Linked DNA regions of Sus scrofa: region 1 is linked to region 2. The links are chromatin contacts, called in public HiChIP or PLAC-seq maps. All regions are on one chromosome and are shown on one strand. Each heading gives the region's core, a stretch centred on a gene start, on an enhancer-like site or on the middle of the called end of the contact. The rest is flanking DNA. Distances are from core to core; before and after follow the strand shown. Region 1 holds the start of PGK1 (phosphoglycerate kinase 1). Region 2 holds the start of MAGT1 (magnesium transporter protein 1).

The links. HiChIP or PLAC-seq counts read pairs in DNA pulled down with a chosen protein or histone mark.
Region 1: a contact with region 2 is called in an H3K27ac HiChIP or PLAC-seq map of alveolar macrophages. The contact joins the promoter of PGK1 here to the promoter of MAGT1 in region 2. A contact is called at or near these places in 1 of 5 promoter capture datasets (fetal liver), 1 of 47 Hi-C or Micro-C datasets (psoas muscle) and 1 of 2 datasets of contacts at active chromatin or transcription factors (alveolar macrophages).

What each region holds. Positions count from the first base shown.
Region 1 is chrX:62,183,126-62,189,983 of Sscrofa11.1, forward strand. PGK1 (phosphoglycerate kinase 1) reads left to right here and starts at 4,347. Exons shown (of 11, transcript NM_001099932.1): 1 at 4,347-4,497. The coding sequence starts at 4,433.
Region 2 is chrX:61,956,915-61,963,436 of Sscrofa11.1, forward strand. MAGT1 (magnesium transporter protein 1) reads right to left here and starts at 1,597. Exons shown (of 10, transcript XM_003135205.6): 1 at 1,380-1,597. The coding sequence starts at 1,592. It overlaps LOC100516480 (cytochrome c oxidase subunit 7B, mitochondrial), which reads left to right and starts at 5,469. Exons shown (of 3, transcript XM_003135201.3): 1 at 5,469-5,626. The coding sequence starts at 5,587.

The DNA.
Region 1 (6,858 bases), core at 3,097-5,596, 230 kb after region 2:
TGGCTCAGTTCTGTAGTGGGGTAGGGAGAAGGGGATCTGAGTGACATGCCACATTGTCACTATACTTGGTTAACCATAAAAATCTCCTTTTATCAGTATATATAGTTCCTACCTACTATGAATAAAATTTAAATTTATAACAACAAAAGCATTCTAAGAGTTTGGAATTGTATCGGCAGGTGGGTCAATGAGGGAGGGGCTCTCAGAAAAGAGTGGTGGTATCGATATATAATGTTAAGGGTGGGTGAAGGGGATATAATTTGGTGAATGAGAAATCTTTCATACCTTTTAATAGCAGACAAAATATCATGGGGGTCCAGGCTAAGACATTAAAGCCAAAGACATATTTCAGTGAAATATAATAGAATGACAGCAAAAGCAGGATGAAGTTTAATAGGGAAAAAATCTAAAATCTTGCTTCTAGGTTTAGAAATTACTTGTATAAATGAAGGAAAGTGTTGTCATGTCTAAAAAGCAGGTCATGTCAAAAAATCTGAGAGGTAGAGTTCCCATTATGGCTCAGTGGGCTAAGGACTCAATGTTGTCTCTGTGAGGATACAGGTTCGATCCCTGGCCTTGCTCATTGGGTTAAGGATCTGGTGTTGCCATGGCTGTGGTACAGGCCAAAGCTGCATCTTCGTTTCAATCTGTGTCCTCGAAACTTCCATATGCTGCAGGTATGGCCATAAAAAGAAAAAAATATATATCTGAGAGGTTTACTTTACCACTGGTTTAGCTCTATGGCATGACTGAGAGAAATGATAATGAAAACTTAAGCTAAGTTAAGAGTTACTGTAAATACCAGTCTAGTGAACACTGTGCTAACCAGACTTCATCTGTACCCAATTCAAGGCACAGTATTTTATAACACACATACAGAAAAGTTTATGAATTACAAATATACAGCTCAATGAATTTTCACAAAGTGAACACATCCATATAACTGCTAGAGTGACAAACTGTTCCAGTTTCTCTAGGAGTATCCTGGTTTTAGCACAGAAAAACTTGCGTCCTGGGGACAGGCTAGACAGTTGGTTATCCTAGCCTACCCAGATGAAGAAATAGAACATTATCAGTTCCCTAGAAGCCCTCGTATGGATTGTCAGTCACTACCCACTCCTCCTCCTCAGAGGAAAACACTATCCTGACTTCTCACACCATAGATTATTTTGAGGTGCTATATTTTATTATGAGCACTACAGACTAAAGAGCAGAGGTTCAAACCTCGTGGCTCATGGGCTGAATCTGGCTGGCAGATATTGTGTTTGAGTTATGTAATACTGGCCTGCACGGCTTTTTTTTTCCACTTATTTTATTTGGGGGACAGTGCTATAGGTTTTAAGAAATATTTAGATTCATGCAATCTCTACCACACTCAGTGTACAGAATAGTTTGATTGTCACGAAAATCTTCCTCATACATCTCTTTTGTAATCACATATCCCCCCGATTCCCCCTACTCCTTGGCAACCACTGATCTCCATTCCTCTAATTTTGCCTTTTCCAGAATGTCATATATTTGGAGTTTTACACACTACGTAACTCTTGAATGTACCTTATTTCATTCAACATGATAACCTCAAGGTCCATGCAAGTTGTTGCTTGCATGTTATTGCATGTTGTTGCTTGTTCATTCCACTGTACTGCTGAGCAGTATTTCATTGTGTGAACGTACCTCAGTTTGATTATCCATTCAAGGACTTCTGGGTTGTTTCCAATCTGAACAATTATGAATAGAGCTGTTATAAACATGTGCACAGGTTTTTCTGTGGCCCTAAATCTTCTTATCTCTAGGGTGAATACTTGGGAGTGGGACTGCTGGGTCATATGGTAAGTAGAGGTTTAATTCTATGAGAAACTGCCAAGGTGTTGTCTAGAGTGACTGTACCATTTTGCACTTCTACCAGCAACGTGGGAGAGTTCCAGTGGCCCTGCATCCTTGCCAATACTTGGTATTATTATTTTTACATTTATTTTAGCCATCTTGATAAAGTTGCATCTCTCTCTTTTTTTTTTTTTAAGGGCTGCACCCATGTCATATGGAAGTTCCCAGACTAGGGGTCAAATTGGAGCTACAGCTGCCGGCCTACACCACAGCCACAGCAACACCAGATCTGAGCAGAGTCTGCGACCTGCTCTGCAGCTCACGTCAACACTGGATCCCCTGCCCACTGAATGAGACCAGGTCAAACTCACATCCTCATGGATACTAGCTGGATTCGTTTCTGCTGCGCCACAATGGAAACTCCATAATTGTGGTTTTAATTTTGCATTTCCCTAATGGCAGTGATGGTAAACATTTTATCATGTGCTTATTTGTTACCAGTATATTCTCTTTAGGGATGTGTCCAAGTCCTTTGCCTATATTTAAAAAAATTGAGTTTGTTTTCTTACCACTGAGTTTTGAGAATTCTTCACATATCATGAATACAAGGTGACAGTGATACAACAAATGGCTTCTCATTTCTCTTGGGATAAAAATCACATCTTTATCATGTTATAAGTCCCAAAGGATCTGGTCTCCCTTTGTCTTGCCTCATCTATATAATTTTAGAACTCTCTTTCTTCCACTCTATTTTCCAGCAACACTGGACTTTTTAATGTTGTCTCAGGCTCTTTCCCATTTTAGGGTCTTTGCCTCTCTGATGCTCCTTTAGATCTGTAGTGGATAAAGCTTCCTGATCTTTTTAAGCTTCAATATTCTCATCTGTAAACTAGAGATATAATAGTACCCACATCACAAAGCTATTGTGAGGAATAAATTAGTCATGTATGTTCAGTGTTTAGTGCAATGCCTGGCATACAGTAAGTGCTCAATAATTGGGAAGTATTGTTAAAGTCAGGCTGTCAGATTGTATGCTTTTTTTTTTTTTTTTTTTTTTTTGGTCTTTTGGCCTTTTCTAGGGCCGCTCCTGCGGCATATGGAGGTTCCCAGGCTAGGGGTCTAATCGGAGCTGTAGCCGCTGGCCTATGCTAGAGCCACAGCAACACGGGATCCGAGCCGCGTCTGCGACCCACACCACAGCTCACCGCAACGCCAGATCTTTAACCCCCTGAGCCATGAAGGGAACTCCAGATTGTATGCATGTTTTGCTCTCCTTGCTGACACCCTTGGTTGCTATTCTATCTTATCCAAAAGGAATTGCTTTCTCGCTACTACAGCAACCCAAGTGTAGTGAAGTAGATGCTAAAAGCATGCAGAGTTGATCACTTGGAAGCCAGAAGGCCCGTCCGGGCCTCAAATGCAGACTAAGTTGGGAGTAACTCCATAGAGATTTCCCAAATACACACTGACAGGATTGAAAGAAAATTATTATCTTTTAACTGTGTCTCATTATCAGACAGACAAACTTGTGTCTTAATACCAATGCACTATGAATTATTTCCTGCATCTTACCTGGACCTTAAGTGCCATGTGGTAAATTTTTGTTTCTGACTCAAATTATTTCATTCTAGCCAATTCTGTAAGCATGTTGGACCCGAGTGCCTAGTTCCGAGTAATACTATGTTACAATACAGTTAAAGAGTATGGCTTCTACATCTTACTGCCCAAGTTTGAATTCACCATTTACAAGATCTGAAACCCTAAGCAAGTTACTAAACCTCTTTGTGCATCAGTTACTTCATCTGTAAAATGAGGATCACGAGTTTTGTGACATTAGTTAATATATGAAAAACGCTCTATATATTTCCCATCAGCATCGTATAGTAAACAATTACACTGCACTTTTTATTACAAAAACGGTGGGGGGGGGGAGCAGGGGAACCAAGGCCTTTCGCTACTTCTGAGAGTTCTCAATTATTAAAGGACATTTAGCAATCTTAGGGAAAATTCCATTTAGGGGAACCAGGAAACCAGAGAAGTCTTCCAAAACGAGGTGCCATTTACATCTATCCTGATAGGGCTGCGGGGAATTCCATGGGGTGCAGGGTGGCCCTTTCCTCCAGGCTGTCGTGGGTTTGCGCGGCGCTGCAGCTACTCCGGGCGCGGCCGTGGGGACCCGGGCGGCGGCCTTGGGCTTCAGACTCTCTCCAGGACCGCCCCGCCGCGCCACCCTGCTTCCTTTCCCTCCACCTGGAGGCTGGGAGGCACCTCCTCCCGCCTCAGGTCACGGAGGATCCCAGCGGCTCGCTGCGTGCTGGACGTGACAGAGGGCAGCGACACGTCCCACCAGTGCCCTCGCAGACAGACAGCACCTCGGAGCAATGGCAGCACTCAGGCGCCTTCAGGCAGCGTCCAATAGCGGTCTTCGTGAACCACGAGCCGGGCGCGGTGGCCAGGAAGGGGAGGGGCGAGGGGCGGGGCGGGGCGGGAGGAGGGACGGCGGGGCCAGCGGTGTGCTCGGCAGTTTCCACGCGTTCGGATTGCGAATTGGTTGTCGTTTCTGCGGCAGTCTCATCTCCCGGTCTCTCGCCGCCACTGAATTGCCAAGATGTCGCTTTCTAACAAGCTGACTCTGGACAAGCTGGACGTGAAGGGAAAGAGGGTCGTCATGAGGTAATCCTCGGGGTCCTGCCGCAGCCTCTCCGGGCAGGGCCGACTTGCTTCCTTCCCATAGTGGCCTTTCGTCCTTGTCTCGGCCCCACGGGTCCTAGCCCTACAGAGCCACCATTGTGGCTGAAGATTTGGCCAGGCTAAATGATTTCTAACCTGATTTCCCCCAGCCCAGAAAGCGAGCCACAGTTGCCTTTTGCGGGGGTGAATACACCCAGGAAGAGCTCAGATTGCAGGGACTTACTTTGCCCGCTGTTCTTATTTCTGAAAGGCTGTGGCCTCCAGTTCCCAGTTGGCGAAGTGTGATTTGATGCTTAGCCTGCAGATCCCTAAGGCCTCAGGGAAGGAACCTTGAAAGATCATTTGGTTAGTCGTCCCCCAGCCCCGCGCTTCCCAACCCCCGCCACCATCCCGGATAAATGAGAACGGCCCACACATTTCAAAGTCCTTGCACAAAAGGACATCTTTACCAGAGGATGTTGATTTCAATGTTTAGAATTTAGAACCCCCTAAAGCATTGGGGGGCGGTGAGAGGGTGAGGTGGGGTGGGACTAACTGAAGGAGGCCTTGCAGGGCTTATATAACAGGCCTCTGCTGCCCTACCCTGTCTTTGGACTACAGGCCATGGGGTTTGCGTCAGGGTTGTGACACACTGAGTAGGGTGTGGCTGCTCATTTTTGCTGTTCTCCAACCTCATCCTCCTAGGTAGTTAGAAAAGCAGGATATTAAGTGGGGAAGGCTCCCCATGCACTTTTGGGTCTCTTACTCCACACGTGTAGATCTCTGGACACCTACTAGCATGGCTCCTCCCTTATTTGCCAAAACTACTAGTATGATGCTTTTACATTTCTCCTTTTTGTAACATGTACATTTGTGCATACCAGGAACAGAGTGTAGGAATTCAGATAGGTATGAACTGATGGACTTGACTGTTCATATACCTTGACAGGGTCCAAGGGTGGTGCTTTCAGGGGCTATAAGGACTTGCATTGATAGCGTTGTGCAGTCTTGTCCTTTTAGGGAAGTGGTTGATTGATGGGCGGGCATGTGAATGATGTGATCCAGCCCCTTTCCCAATTTGGGCCAGTTCAAGTGAGGGCAACTTTTGGATATTAACAGGCACAGAAAGTAGTAGGGGATCTCCTTTTACCTAAGGCTTAAACATATGAAGGCACTGTGAATTAATGAACTGTATGAACTCCCTAAAATTCCATGTAGCTCTCCTCTCCCCTCTAGTTTCCTTATGGCACTATTATTTTGCAAGTGGTCTTCTCTGCCTTGCTGTGGAAATAATCAGAACTCAATAGCTTATAGCCATGAAAAACACCCAGTGTCCACATTTTCCTAAATGATCTAGTCTTTTGCAATCTGGACGGAGTAGGAATCACAGCCATCCTAGTATTAGATAAGAGCCCTTCCTACTCCTCAGCTGCTCTTAAGGAAAGGGGATAGACTATGAAAAACAGGACAAGTGGACACTGGCATGCAACTAGATTTTAAGTTTTAATTATTTCCTCCCATCTCCACTGTGCCCAAGGCTGACCTTTTCAGATTCAGGCACCACCTGAAAGACAGAGTTGGGGCATCATGTTGGTCGCTTTCCTACAATTGCAGTCTTGGGCTTTATCTCCTTTCTTCCTATAGAAACTGGCTTGAGGAATTATCTGGGCCAGCTGGGAGTGAGACTAGAGGAGGTGCTTATCTTTTCTCCCTCTGGACCTAATATGAAATATGTTTCTGCCCAAGGGCTCAAAGTTTCATTTAACACAGATTAACCCTGAGCCTTGAAATGACTGGCTAGTTCTCTTTTGCTGATGGAAAATGACCTGTCCAAGGTCACTGAACTAACAAGTTTGTGGCAGAGCCAGGACTAGAATTTGGGTCTCCTTGGCTACCAACCAGATCCTCTAAATTCTTGGACATAGTGAACAAGGACAGGTTAAAGTAGACCTTTTGTCTGCTGAAGGTTGCTATCAATAATTTTCCCTTTAATCTGGATAAATTCTACTTATTTGGCCTGAGGACAGAAGGTTGCTTTTTTCCCTGATTAATAATGTAGCACTTGAACAGAGAGTCACATTGTAGGACTGCTTTTTTGGAAGAGTCTAGACAGCCATGCATTGTCAGCTCAAATTTCTTTTTGTTTCTGTCCCTTTATGTGGTGGTTGCTGGCAGTGTTCCAGCAGTGGGGCCTCCTGAGTAGTGGCTGCTTCACTTGCCTCCTCTCTTTGTCTTTCAAAAGGGAGCTCAGATGTTTGCTGAGTTTTAGGGCCCCTGCTTTGAATTGCCAAAAGAAATTGATTTGTGGAGGGAACTTTATTTTAGATTGCCAGAAATTTCTGACTGGATAATTACCAGGTTTTA
Region 2 (6,522 bases), core at 347-2,846:
TATGTCATGGGAGCGGCCCGAGAAATGGCAAAAAGACCAAAAAAAAAAAAAAAAAAGTTAAAGTGTTCCCCTAATAAACAATCTCAACTACCTAGAGACAGACACTGTTCTATATCCTTACAAAGGTTTCTCTCTGTATATATATATACACTCACATATAGGTTTTTTTTTAACATAAAAGGTTTCTAGAATATAAAATTGTGTATTGCTCTACCTCTTGTTTTCTACATTAAAAGTGGCTTTGAATCCTCCTTAAAAAGTACATGAATTTCTAGTTCAAATGTATGAGCCTGCTCATTTCACCATATCTTCTAAAATTGATATTTTTAATTTTACTTTTGCCAATCTAATAAGTAACTCATTTTAACTTGCTAGCTTATTTTTTTTTCTTGTGGAATAGTACAAATATTCAGAAACAGAGAAGGTAGGTTCTTTTAAAATTCAGCACAACTTGACAAGTATCTGAGATGTTTAAATGGTATCTTTTTAAAGTGTGTGTACAGGTATTGTGTACTAAAGAAGCACGGGATGACAGGAAATAGCATAACACTGACCGACCTAGGATTTTAGTCCTTTTTCTGCAACTGTTAACTGTGTAAGCTTAGGACTTGGGTTTCCTCATTCATAAAATTATAGAGCATAAATAATTGCTAGTAATCTTTAAAGCTCTAAGAGCATACGGCTCTAAGTAACAAACGTTTCAAAACAATGTTAAAATTTCCCAGTTAGGATTGCTTAATGGTGACTAAAGAATATTGTCTCCTCTACTTGCCAAAGCCAGTAAATTCCACAAGACGGGATCTTAGTTTGGTTAATTTATGTACACTAAGCTCCTAGAACAGTGCCTGGCACGCCTGATATTTAGCAAATGAAAATGGTTTGAGTTTCACTCTGGTAAATTGCTTCGAATCAATTATTTGGGAAAAAAATTAGCATTATCTTTGCTCTTCAGTTTAATCCTCTCATTCCTGAAGTGAAAACGCTCAAAACTATATAGCTCTTACACGTCTAAAAGGGAGTTACATCTACTGACAGCAGAAAGACTCAGATATTCTACCCCATGGCCCTAACATCGAACTTCCCTCCACCACCTGACGGGGCCCATACTCAAATGAGTGGCAAAACTCGCAGCTATGTACATCCACAGGCCTAAAGAAGCCGGGCTATCACCTTCTCCACCCTACTCTCAGACTCTTCAATCCCAGAAGACAAGGTGTTACAGTTTCTTTTCTCGCGAACCCCACAACTCCAAAAACGGCGGAAGTGGAGCTACCAAAGACACAGAACCAGCAGAAAAAAGGGATCGGAAAGGAAAAAACAGACCATCTCAAGCCCCACTCGTTGGGAAAAGCCCGTGTTGCAGGAAATAGCGTCCTCACCTCCTTCTTCCTCTGGGCAGAGGCTGAGGGAACCTGGTAAACGAGCAGCAGTGCCATCGCCATGGTCGCAGAAACACACCACATCCACCTACGCGCTGCCATGTTCTCTTTTCCGCCTCGTTCGCTTCTCTGCCTCCTAGAGGGGAAACTTTCCCGAGGCTGGGTCTGAGGGTTGGGCGTGAGAACAGGCAAACCGCCTTTGGCCCTCCTCATTGGTCCAGCTCAGCCCCGCCCCTAGTCCCCTCATATTACGTCACAGAACTTTACAGCTAGACGCCCACTAAAAAAAGGTTCACTTCTAATTGGTCTCCGTTGGCCAGTAGAAAAAGGATAATCTGGAGGTTTTTCATTGGTCCGGTAAGGATGATGGACCGCCCCTTGCCTTAGACGTAAAAATGGCGCGCTTAGCGGCTTTTCAAACGCGCGTGCGCAGTTGTGAAGCGTTGAGGCTTTTCCGAGTTCAAGATGGCTAAAGGTTGCTGAAACATAATCTTCCCCAGAGACTCATTTAGAATTCTTTGGAATACACCTCTTTTGCCCAGTATTCAATAAAATTGGATCTAGCCATGTGACAGAGCTATTTAAGTCCCTCATTCGGCCTCCAAAATATTTTTTAAAACGGGAAAAGCAGGAGTTCCCGTCGTGGCGCAGTGGTTAACGAATCTGACTAGGAACAATGAGGTTGCAGGTTCGATCCCTTCCCTTGCTCAGTGGGTTAAGGATCCGGCGTTGCCATGAGCTGTGGTGTAGGTTGCTGACTCGGCTCGGATCCCGCGTTGCTGTGGCTCTGGTGTAGGCTGGTGTCTACAGCTCCCATTCGACCCCTAGCCTAGGAACCTCCATATGCCGTGGGAGCGGCCCAAGAAATGGCAAAAAGACATAAAAAAAAGGTGTGTGGGGGGGAAGCAGGAAAGCAGAAATAATATTACTGAGGGAGATTTTTAGAAGTGAATGAACGAGAGTTTGTGGAATACTTTGTCAGCGGAACAGAGCAGACGTCAAAAGTTATTTTCTGAAGTGTTTACTCATGCACACATTTAGATTTATTGGGCACGAAGGGATTTAAATTTCATTATAGAGAGCAAATGCTTTTTTAAAAAGAATTGTCATTTTGTTCAGGGGATGGATGCAAAACTAAAGTTGTAAGAAAGCACTTATGTCTTTTTAAAGTTTTGTTTCATAATTGATTTTTGTTAAACATCCAGTTACCTTATCTAAAAAAATAATAAAAGTCCTATATAGTAGAAGTTTCCTGTCTGGCCCAGTTCTGTTTATCATATGTAAAACTAGGATGACTTTGGAGTTCCTGTTCTGGCTCAGTGGTTAACGAATCTGACTAGAAGCCATGAGGTTGAGGGTTCGATCCCTGGCCTTGCTCAGTGGGTTAAGGATCTGATAACCTGTGGTGTAGGTCGCAGGCGAGTCTTAAATCTGGTGTTGCTGTGGCTGTGGTGTAAGTGGGCGGCTGTAGCTCCAATTAGACCCATAGCCTGGGAACATCCATATGCCTCCTCCAGTGCTGCCTTAAAAAGCAAAACAAACAAACAAAAAAACACCAGTTTGTATAGTTTTGCCTTTTGGAATGAAGTTAAAATTTTTTTTTTTTTTTTTTTTGCCTTTTTAGTGATGAACCAGTAGCATATGGAGGTTCCCAGGTTAGTGGTCCAATTGGGGCTGTAGCCGCCAGCCCGCACCGAAGCACCACAACTCAGGGGAACGCCAGATCCTTTACCCACTGAGCGAGGCCAGGGATCGAACCCAAGTCCTCATGGATACTAGTCAGGTTCGATAACCGATGAGCCAATGGGAACTCCATTGTTAATATTTTTAAGATTAAATATGGAGTTCTTGTGGCACAGTGGGTTAAAGATCCAGTGTTGTCACTGCAGGGGCTTGTGTAGCGGAACACCCTACTTTGATTATATACCATTAGTCTAAAGGAAAAAAAAACTACAAGCAAATTTTAAACTCTAAGTAGGTTTTTCATAGTAATATGAATATAGCAATTCTGAAAATATACTGTTTGTAATGTAATATGTAAAAATATTGATATCAAGAGCCAGGATTCTCACTGTGGAAGAAGGGAGATACAGGAGTTCCCTGCTGGTGCATCAGGTTAAAGATCTAGTGGTGTCACTGCTATGGTTCAGGTCACTGCTGGTTCACCGTTTTAATCCCTGGCCTGGGAACTTCCATATGTCATGGACAATGCCAAAAAAAAGAAAAGGGGGGGGGAAGATACAAATATTAAATGAGGGAAGATATAAAAGCAATTTTGGGGGTTGGACTAGATTGAAGGTATTAGCATAAATTTGTCTTTTATAGCATATATTTCTAGTTCTACTCACTGAAAGGACTAGAAGCAATGACACTCCAAAATCAAAGAACAAATCTAGAGCCAAATCTAGGTTGCTAAATGCCAACCCTAAAAGATATTAGGGCTCCTTAGGCAAATGGCTGATTCCAGTGCTGGGTAGGGAAAATACAAGGTGAGCCTGGGAGTTCCTGTTGTGGCTCAGTGGTTAATGAGCCTAACTAGTATCCATGAGGACGTGGGTTCTATCCCTGGCCTTGCTCAGTAGTTTAAGGATCCGGCGTTGCCCTGAGCTGTGGTGTAGGTCACAGACACAGCTCAGATCTGGCGTTGCTGTGGCTGTGGCATAGGCCAGCAGCTATAGCTCTGATTTGACCCCTAGCCTGGGAGCCTCCACATGCCACAGGTGCAGCCCTAAGAAAAAAAAAGACAAAACAAAACAAGATGAGCCTGCAATATCTTGTGTCAGAAAATAAAGATGTGCTCAAAATAAATGTCGGTGATATGTCAAAAAAAAAAAAAAGTCATGTAAGCCAGCTTGAAGATGATCGTAGTGATCACATCTCAGACTATAGAGCATTCAAATAAATCATTATAGCAATGGATTATAACTTATAGAATACATGAATCCACACTGATAACGAACAAATAAGCAGAGGAAAAGATAAAATTCCACTATGCCACAACCGGAACCCCTGATTCATATCTTTTTAGGGCTACACCTGCGGCATATGGAGGTTCCCAGGCTAGGGGTCCAATCGGAGCTGTAGCCACCGGCCTACGCCAGAGCCACAGCAACTCAGGATCTGAACCGCATCTTCGACCTACACCACAGCTCACTGCAATGCTGGATCCTTAACCCACTGAGCTGAGCAAGGCCAGGGGTCGAACCCGCAACCTCATGGTTCCTAGTCGGATTCAGTAACCACTGTACCACAACGGGAACTCCTGGACCAAATGATTAACGTTGGCATTATAAATAATGAGACAAGAGCTTTTGTGCCTGCCCTCTGGCAACTCTCACAAGCGTCCTATCTTAATAAATCTATTTCTTGCCTATCAAAAAAAATAATGAGACCATCTAATTTTTTTTTTTAAGAGCCACATCCGAGGCACAGGGCGGTTCCCAGGCTAGGGGTCGAAACAGAGCTGTAGCTGATGGCCTACACCACAGCTTTAGCAACACCAGATCCAAGCCACATCTGTCACCTACAGCAGAGCTCATGGCAACGCTAGATCCTTAACTCACTGAGCCATGCCAGGAACTGAACCTGTGTCCTCATGGTTACTAGTCAGGTTTGTTTCCACTAAGCCAGGATGGGAACCCTGAAACAATTTAATTTTATAGGCTTTCTGATAAGATGCCCTAAGAAGACAAATCCGGAGTTCCTGTTGTGGCTCAACTTGAAATTTTCTCAAAGTTAAAAGCTAAACAAATTAGTACATAGTAACAGGAAACAAAAAAAATTAAACGAGAAGGAAGTTTGGAGGAAATGGAACGCACAGCTAGTGGGGAGAGAGATACATGCTCAAGCCTCTGAAACACTGTCTTAAAGTTGGTGCTTTTGAAGACTTCAGTCTAAGATTAGTGTCTCCGCTCTCCTGGAATACATCCCTAAACCTGACTTCAAGGCAATGGGTTCTTTCATTCTTCAGTTAATACTCAGAAACGTCATTTATAAAGGCGAAACTACATTTCCCAAAAGGCCTTTATCTTTCGGTGTTGTAAAGAGGACAATTTCTATAGGCTCTTAATAGGTCTCGCGAGATTGGGTCAAATTTTTTTTTGAGTGCAGCCGAAAGCCATTTTGTTTTTCAGGGTTCTTTGCAAGGGTACCGGACGCGTAGTTGCAAGAAGCTAACGGTTGCAGCAGTTTTGTCTAAAGCTTCACGATGTTTCCCTTGGCCAAAAACGCACTAAGTCGTCTCAGAGGTGAGAAAGAATTGTGAGCTAATCATTTCCAATGGCCTTTTATCCATTTGTCCTCGTGGGTCTTCCGCGCTCCCTTTCCTTCCACCTTCATCCCGACCTTATAATTCTAAATGGCAATCTCTTACCTCGTTCCCAGTAATTGGGAGGTTGTCCTCAACATTATCCTAATCATTCAGCGTTTCTGTTTCGGTTCCTAGCTTTTTCTTACTGGCGTCGTAATCTAACTGCTTTTTTGTTATTCAGTAACCTACAATTTCAGGGGACACGTTTGGTGAACACTTCATGTTCGTTAAGTCATTTCCTAAATTTTACTTTTGGGGATACATATACCTGCAAATAGAGCCTTTTCTCCAAATCCTGGTTTCATTGCAGGGAGGTAAATGGTAGCCTTGCAGCTCTTATGTTATTTGTGGGTTATTAGCTAAGTAATTGTGGTCATTTTTTTTTCCTTATCTAGAAGTTAGGCAGGTACAGGGGAATTTTGAGACTAGCATTATGTATTGAGAAGGCACTGGAAGGAAATAGAAAAGTATTTTTCATACATGATTTGCTCTGAAGGTGACCTTGAATACGTGAGTAGTTCTACAATGAAAATGACCATAAGCAATTACCATTTAGCTTCTTCAGCCATCTTTTTGTTTTTAGTTGGAGTCATTGGAAGTATTACTAGATTTGTGTTCTAAACATAAAAATACCTTTGAGAATAAGCAAAAAATAATTACCTGAATGGCTTTTCATTTTCCAAAGGCCATGAGTATTGTCTCTTTCACTTTGGGCATTTAATCTCTCTAAACTTCATTTTCCTCCTTTGTAAAATAGAGGCTTAGTAAATAATACCTACCTCGGAGTTGTTGAGGATTATGTGAGATTACCAATAGATGGTAACAACCATTTCT